Linked DNA regions of Ovis aries: region 2 is linked to region 1. A link is a contact called in public Hi-C data. All regions are on one chromosome and are shown on one strand. Each heading gives the region's core, a stretch centred on a gene start, on an enhancer-like site or on the middle of the called end of the contact. The rest is flanking DNA. Distances are from core to core; before and after follow the strand shown. Region 1 holds the start of ST6GALNAC4 (ST6 N-acetylgalactosaminide alpha-2,6-sialyltransferase 4). Region 2 holds the start of STXBP1 (syntaxin binding protein 1).

Region 1 (3,686 bases), core at 428-2,927:
GTCCCGCACACCCAGAGCCGTCCCCTCCCCCAGCTGATGACCATGACCTGGGTCAGCAGACCTGTGAGTAAAGAGACAGTAGAAGGGGATATAGGGAAGCGTCACTCAGCAAACGGTTTCAAGAACTGAGAGCTGCAGCCTTGAGGCTCCCTCCTGCAGAAACCACGTCCCCAGAGGCCACGTGAACCAGGAAGCCCTCCTGGCCCCTTGCCCGGCTGGCGGATGTAGTGAATACCTCCACCGAGCCTTCAAGGAGGGGCTGCCTGATGGGGGGACGCAACCCTGGCCTGCCATTGTGTGCTGGGCCACCTTGGTCACCACCTGTGTCTCTCTGGGCTCTAACCGGTCCCCAGCCTGCCTAAGACACAGGTCCCTTGGCCTCAGGAACCAGCTGGCAGCTGGCTGGGGCTCTCTGAAAATCAGAGGTGAAAAAGTAGCCCCCACCAGTCCCCTCCTTGGGCATATCCTGTCAGAGGCCCTCCCTTTTCTGCCCACAAGCCACTTCAGCTCCTAAAAATAAATCTCTGTGAGACCAGCTGTGCGGAGGAGGGGGTTCAGCCCCTGAGGCCTCAAGCTGTGCTTGGCACCTGGTTCCCTGCCTGCAGGGACCCAGAGACCTTGATTCAGGCAGCCACGGCTGACTTCCCACAACATTCAAGGCTCTCGCCAGGGGCTCCTGAATAAACTCAAGACTCTGCTAAACTGAACTTTCACAACATACCCTGCTCCCAGGGAGATGCCTCACCTGGGTGACCCCTGGATGCTCATAGGAGGCAGTACTATTATCTCCATTATACATAGAAGAGGAGCAAAATACTGAAACCAGAGAGGGAATGCCACTTGCCTGGGGCCACATAGCCTGCCAGATCAGGGCTGGACTTTGAGGCTGGTCTGCCGGTCTCCTTCAGCTCAGGAGCAGTGGAATCAGAAGTGACAGTCAGCCCTGGGGTGGGGAGTTGGGGGGTTGGGGGGAGAAGCCACTGGGCCGGAAGCCACCTCCCCTGTGAGCCTTCCTCCTTCTGCCACTTACCGGAGCCTTCATGCTGTCACTGCCGCTCAGTAGCCAGTGGCTGCTGCCTCCCGGGATCAGGCTGGGAAGGGATGGGAGCCAGGGACCTGCCAAGACCCAGATACTCAGAGCTGGGTCCCAGGCCTCCGAGGAAACTGCCCAGGGATACTGAGGCAGGGGAGGATACAGGCCTGGGTCAGGGCAGACGGCTTCTGGGAATCACTCGCCCTCAAGTCCCCAAACACGAGGCAAGCACCGTCCCCATCCTAAAGGAGCTGTAATCTCTTCCTAAAGGAGCTGAAACCTCCCGCCAACCCAGTCCCCATTGCACAGATGGGGAAGGAGAGGTAGACAAGAGAAGCCCAGGGCTCAAGGCCACCGCATCCATTCTGGGTCAGATAAGCAGCAGGAGCCTGGAGCCTAGACTCCCATCAACGCCTAACTCACTAACAGAGAGGCCTGGGGCTGGACGGGACAAGGGCTCTCCACCCCACTGCCAGATCCCACCGACCCCTCACCGCTCGGGCGCTAACCTGGAGGGCAGGCGGGGATGCGCCGGCTGCTCCCCCTCTGTTGCTCGGAGCTCCATGGCCCGCGGGCGGGACGGACGGGGCAGGAAGCCGGAGCCCCGGGGCTGAGGCGTCGCCGTCCCCGTTGCCTCAGCTTCTGGAGGCTGGAAACTCATTGTGCGCCGCCGCCGGCGGGGGCGGGGTTTGCTAGGACGGGGAAGAGGAGAAGGCTCCGGGGGCGGGGCTGGGGGCGGGGCTGGGCGGGACCTACGAGCGCGCCTCGGGTGGGGCGTGCACGGTGGGCGTGGGAGTGGGCGGGGGCGGAGAGGCCGCAGGGTCTGGGCCCGGCCTCAGCAGCTAAGGGCGGAGTCTCAGCTCCGGCATCTCTTCTCTTCCGCCTTTCAACGCATCTCCCAAGCTCCTGCGGGTGGGGGGGTTGGGGGGGCGGTGCGGGGGTGGACGGCCCCCCAGAGGAAAGACCTAGAGGGTGCCTTGTGTGCCTTGTCGCTCTGTTGTGGTCCGGACTGGAATTTCTCCATTTCTGAAGTTTGCGGGTGGGGAGCTTCAGGGATTATCAAGTGGGGTTTTAGGCTCAGGCAGCTCCAGATTTCAAGCTTGATAGGGTTGCCGGATGTAGCCGAGTAAAATACCGGATGCGCACTTATATTGGAATTTCAGAAAAGAAAGAAAGATAGCGCTAAGTCGCGTCCGACTCTTGCAACCCTGTGGACTGTAGCCCGCCAGGCTCCTCTGTTCATGGGATTCTCCAGGCAAGAATACTGGAATGGGTTGCCAATTCTTTCTCCAGGGGATCTTCCCTACCCAGGTATCGAACCCAGGTCTCCAGCAGTGCACGCAGATTCTTTACCGGTTGAACTACGCAGGAAAGCAGCCACTAATCATGTTAGAAATCTGAAAGTCCAGTGTAACTGTGTGTGTTAGTTGCTCAGTCATGTCCGACTCTTTCTGGCATCCTTACCTGGACTACCTCAGATGAGCCTCAGTTTTTCTCCTCTGTTGATGATAGAACCTACCTCAAAGTGGGGGCATCTTGTGGCAGAAGCAAGATTTGAACTGGGCAGTCACTGCAAAGCCAGGGCTCTGACCACCTACTTTCAACTCCCAAATGCCCCTATTTTGTTGCAGGGTCCAGCGGTAAGACCAGGCTAGAATCACAGGACTGGGGATAAACAAAACATAACCAATATTCAATTCATGAGTCACTTGGTTTATTGTACACAATTAGCAGGCAAAGAGTTGGACTATAAAGAGGGCTGACCACTGAAGAATTGATGCTTTCCAACTATGGTACTAGAGAAGGCTCTTAAGAGTCTGCAGGACTGCAAGAAGATCAAACCAGTCAATCTTAAAGGAAATCAACCCTGAATATTCATTGGAAGGACTGATGCAGAAGCTAAAGCTCCAGTACTTTGGCCACCTGATGTGAAGAGCTGACTCATTGGAAAAGCCCATAATGCTGGTATCAAATTGCCAACATCTGCTGGATCATTGAAAAAGCAAGAGAGTTCCAGAAAAACATCTATCTCTGCTTTATTGACTATGCCAAAGCCTTTGATTGTGTGGATCACAATAAACTGTGGAAAATTCTGAAAGAGATGGGAATACCAGACCACCTGACCTGCCTCTTGAGAAATCTGTAGGCAGGCCAGGAAGCAACAGTTATAACTGGACATGGAACAATAGACTGGTTCCAAATAGGAAAAGGAGTATGTCAAGGCTGTATATTGTCACCCTGCTTATTTAACTTCTATGCAGAGTACATCATGAGAAACACTGGGCTGGACGAAGCACAAGCTGGAATCAAGATTGCCGGGAGAAATATCAATAACCTCAGATATGCAGATGACACCACCCTTATGGCAGAAAGTGAAGAGGAACTAAAAAGCCTCTTGATGAAAGTGAAAGAGGAGAGTGAAAAAGTTGGCTTAAAGCTCAACATTCAGAAAACGAAGATCATGGCATCTGGTCCCATCACTTCATGGCAAATAGATGGGGAAACAGTGGAAATAGTGGCAGACTTTATTTTGGGGGGGCTCCAAAATCACTGCAGATGGGGATTGCAGGCATGAAATTAAAAGATGCTTACTCCTTGGAACGAAATTTATGACCAACCTAGATAGCGTATTCAAAAGCAGACACATTACTTT
Region 2 (3,881 bases), core at 852-3,351, 270 kb before region 1:
CTACCTTGTCCACTGAGTCAGGTGCTCTGTCATTCGCCCTCAGAACCTCTGTCCTTCAGCTTCAGCACTTACTAGAACAGTAACTCCTTGATTCCTGTCTGTCTCCTAAGCTAGATTACTGGCTCTTTGAGGGCAATATCTGTTGACACGTCAAGGAGGGACTACGTGGCATCTCTGGTGTGTCCTAGGTCCCTGCAATTTACAAACTATCTCCTACTTTTCCAAAGGCAGCCCAAGGCTATCAGTACCTTCCCTGGGTAAAAAGCAGAGACCAGATATTAAGAGACGACACATAAACACTGTCCCTCTCTAGGAACCCATAGGAAGGTTCTGTTAGGGTAGACTGGGATGAGAATGAGAAGATGGTCAGATCTTCCTGCCCTGGGGCTGGTGGCTGAACTAGGACGTGTGGCCCCTTGTTCTGGCTTCTGCAGTGTTCACCATGTGACCTCTAGGCCTCAACTTCTTTAGTAGTCAGTAGAAAATAATGGTTCAGAATTCAGATTGTAAAATTAGATCTTTCATTTGTCACCTATTCAGTTCAGTTCAGTTGCTCAGTCGTGTCCGACTCTTTGCGACCCCATGAATCGCAGCACGCCAGGCCTCCCTGTCCATCACCAACTCCCAGAGTTCACTCAGACTCACGTCCATCAAGTCAGTGATGCCATCCAGCCATCTCATCCTCTGTCGTCCCCTTCTCCTCCTGCCCCCAATCCCTCCCAGCATCAGAGTCTTTTCCAATGAGTCAACTCTTCTCATGAGGTGGCCAAAGTACTGGAGTTTCAGCTTTAGCATCATTCCTTCCAAAGAAATCCCAGGGCTGATCTCCTTCAGAATGGACTGGTTGGATCTCCTTGCAGTCCAAGGGACTCTCAAGAGTCTTCTCCAACACCACACTTCAAAAGCATCAATTCTTCGGCACTCAGCCTTCTTCACAGTCCAACTCTCACATCCATACATGATCACAGGAAAAACCATAGCCTTGACTAGACGGATTTTAGCAAGGCACTTATCTTCCCTGAATCTCAATTTCTTCATCTCTAAAATGTTATATTTCTTAACAATATTAAGAAAAGGACCTAGCTCACAGAGCTATTCCAAGAATGTAATAAGCATTCATTGATTTTTAAGACTAGTTCTCTTGTCCTTTTTGACTTTTGATTGGCTTAACTCATTTTTCTTTGAAGTCAGAGGGGAGCCCTATCTCATGTTTCAGAAGCGATCTCCCCCATAAGTTAAATCTAGCAAAAACTGACATGGGACCACTTTGGTAAACTTGGACTCTAGGAAAGATATACTGACCAGAGTTGTTCCACAGCATAGCCCTATTCGATTTGGGACCTGGGTATTTCTAGAGTTTGGTTGCCCAAAGACTAGGATTATGTCTGTCTGCCGTGTACATGGTTGGAGATCCAACGCCTAGAACAGTGGTTTACATACAGTAGTGAGAGAAAAATAAATATTTGCGAATGAATGATGCACAGCCTAAGACAAAGTCTAGTGCTCAGTTTCTGAGCCTATTTTTTTTTTCACCTGAAAATGGAGATTAAAAACAATGCCCAATTATTGTGATTTAATAAGCTGATGCATCTAAGACTCAGTGGATGGTGGATTTATGGATATGGGAACCCAAAGAAATAGAGATGGTAAATAAAGCTCACGTTACGTTGTCTTGGGGAGTGGGTACTACTAATAAGAGATCTAGCTTCCGAGTTCCTTTTGTGGGCGAGGGGTAGTGAAGGGGGGAGTGATGGAAAGCTCCCAGGAGCCCGGGGATTCTGGTGCGGAGGCTGCGGAGAGGACCTTAGGACTCAGCGCGCCGGGAGCGCGCGACAGCCAGGCCGCGCGCGCGGCGCGTGAGGTGAGGGGGAGGGCGCGGCTTTCTCGCCAGCCAGGGACCGCCTCGCGTCCAGCCGCATCTCGGGGGGCGGGGCCGAGCCTCCGGGCCGCAGTGCGATTGGCGGAGGTGCGCGGGTGACGCCGACGGCTGGCGCGAGACCCCGCCCCTCCCGCCGGGCCGGCCCCCGAGCGCGCGCCGGCGGGTCGCCAGCCTCGCTCTGGCTTGGATCGCGCCGCACCCCCGCGCCGCGCCCGCGCGTCAGTCGTTCTCGAGCCGCGGCTGCAGGGGCGGCGGGCGGCATCCAGCCGAGCGCGCCGACGACCCGGGGAGGCGGCGGTGTCTGCGGGCGTCGCGTGAGGAGGCCAGGAGCCCAGAGACTCGCGCGGCGCGATGGCCCCCATCGGCCTCAAGGCGGTGGTCGGAGAGAGTAAGTGGAGTCGGGTTTCCTCCCCGCAGGCGGCGGCTACGGCTCGGTACCTGCCCGCAGCGCGCCCCCCTCGCCGCCTCCGCGCTGGCCTCTCGCTCCCCGCTCGGCCTGAGGCTCCCGGGTTGGGAGGGTCTCGTTATCCCGGCGCCGCCTTCTCCGGAGGGAAGTCCCTCCCGGCCTCCTGCGGCCCTCGTCCCTTCTTCCCCCGCTCTGCTCTTCCCGCATTCCTCCTCCTTCCCCCGCGCCTTCGCCGCATCCCTGACCCCTCGTCGCACCCCTCCCCTCTTCTCCCCATCCCTCTCTTGGGTCTTCACCTGCATCTCCCTCCACTCCCATCGCTCCACGTCTCCCCCTTCACCTCGCCTTTACCCCCCTGCGGCCTGTTACCCTCTCCTCTATCCCCCTCCTTCACCCCGAGTGCCTTCTCCCCATTTCCCCCTCTCTTCCTCTCGCCTTCTTTATTCCCCCAAGCTCCTCTATTCCACTCCTCTTTCCATCCCCAGTCCCTCCCTCTTTCCCACCCTCCTCCGTGGAGTCGTGACGTGCCAGATCTCGGCCTGCGTCCTCCTGCCCGCTTCCCCCTAGATCCCTCCCCTGGAGCCGGAGCCGCGGTCCCCGGCCGCAGAGACCCACCTGGGAGCGCCGGCTCCGCGCGCCGCGGCGCTCAGGCGCGCCGCTCGCCCGCCCAGGGGCCAACTCCTTGCAGCGGGAGAGAAGCCTGTTTGTTTCCAAAGGCTTGGCTCTGCCGGGGCCGAGGCCACCCGGCTCCTCCTCCCGAGCCGGGGTCTTGGCTTCGAGGGCGGGATCTTCTCAGGGTCCTGTACCGTCTTCAATCACCCGGGAGACTGGGAGAGCTCTAGGGTGCGCGGGAGAAGTTGCCCTGCCCAGCACCGCAGTCTACGGACTCCCTGTTCGCAGGACTCAGCCGGGGCTTGATTTCGGGCCGCGCAAACCCCTGTTACAGGGAGGAAATAGTTGTTCGTGGTTTGGATGAAAGGCTTGACGTAAATGGATTTTTAAAAAATGGATGATGGAGATTGTGGGGCTGCAGCGGAGTGAGGGCTGACGGTGGTCATATTTGGAAAACGGCGTCTCAGGTGCTAAGTAAGCTTGGCGATCTTGTGCAGGCAAATAGTGCCTCTTCAATATTTTGGCCGTTATCTTTAACAGAAAACGGGAGAGGATTGCTGTGGGTTTTGCCGTCTTTTTTGGAATCGAGAGAGAATTAAAAGTGGACTTTTCTCTGCGGGAGAGGATAAGAAAGGAAATAGAAGGAAAATGGTGGAAATGACAGTTTCCTTTCCAACGATTCTCTCCAATTAGAGCAATTCCTCTGTCTCTTTCTGGCTGTCAGATGGGATTTTTGACTGTGATGGTCCTTTTGGGCGTCACTGTTTCTTCTTATTCACTCTCTTCGTTGGTATATACAAAATATTCCCGGTTATACAACCTTCTCTGACCTATTACTCCAGGAGAAAATTGTTATAAACACTGAAACCCAAATGAGCAAGTTTTTTAAAAAAGTGTTCATGACAACACCTGCCTACCCCATGCGGTAAATGTTCCAAATCACGTACTTTCTATTTTAAAGGCCAATCAAAGCGCTTAGGACTG

What was found. A called contact is a pair of places that touch in the nucleus more often than the background predicts.
Region 2: a Hi-C map of skin fibroblasts shows a contact between it and region 1, with 2.7 times the contacts expected there. The contact joins the promoter of STXBP1 here to the promoter of ST6GALNAC4 in region 1. A contact is called at or near these places in 3 of 16 Hi-C or Micro-C datasets (omental adipose tissue, skin fibroblasts and tail adipose tissue).

Annotation. Positions count from the first base shown.
Region 1 is chr3:8,304,257-8,307,942 of ARS-UI_Ramb_v3.0, reverse strand. It overlaps ST6GALNAC4 (ST6 N-acetylgalactosaminide alpha-2,6-sialyltransferase 4), which reads right to left and starts at 1,677. Exons shown (of 7, transcript XM_042245663.1): 1 at 1,543-1,677; 2 at 1,031-1,116. The coding sequence starts at 1,042.
Region 2 is chr3:8,577,126-8,581,006 of ARS-UI_Ramb_v3.0, reverse strand. STXBP1 (syntaxin binding protein 1) reads left to right here and starts at 2,101. Exons shown (of 19, transcript XM_012162474.4): 1 at 2,101-2,267. The coding sequence starts at 2,231.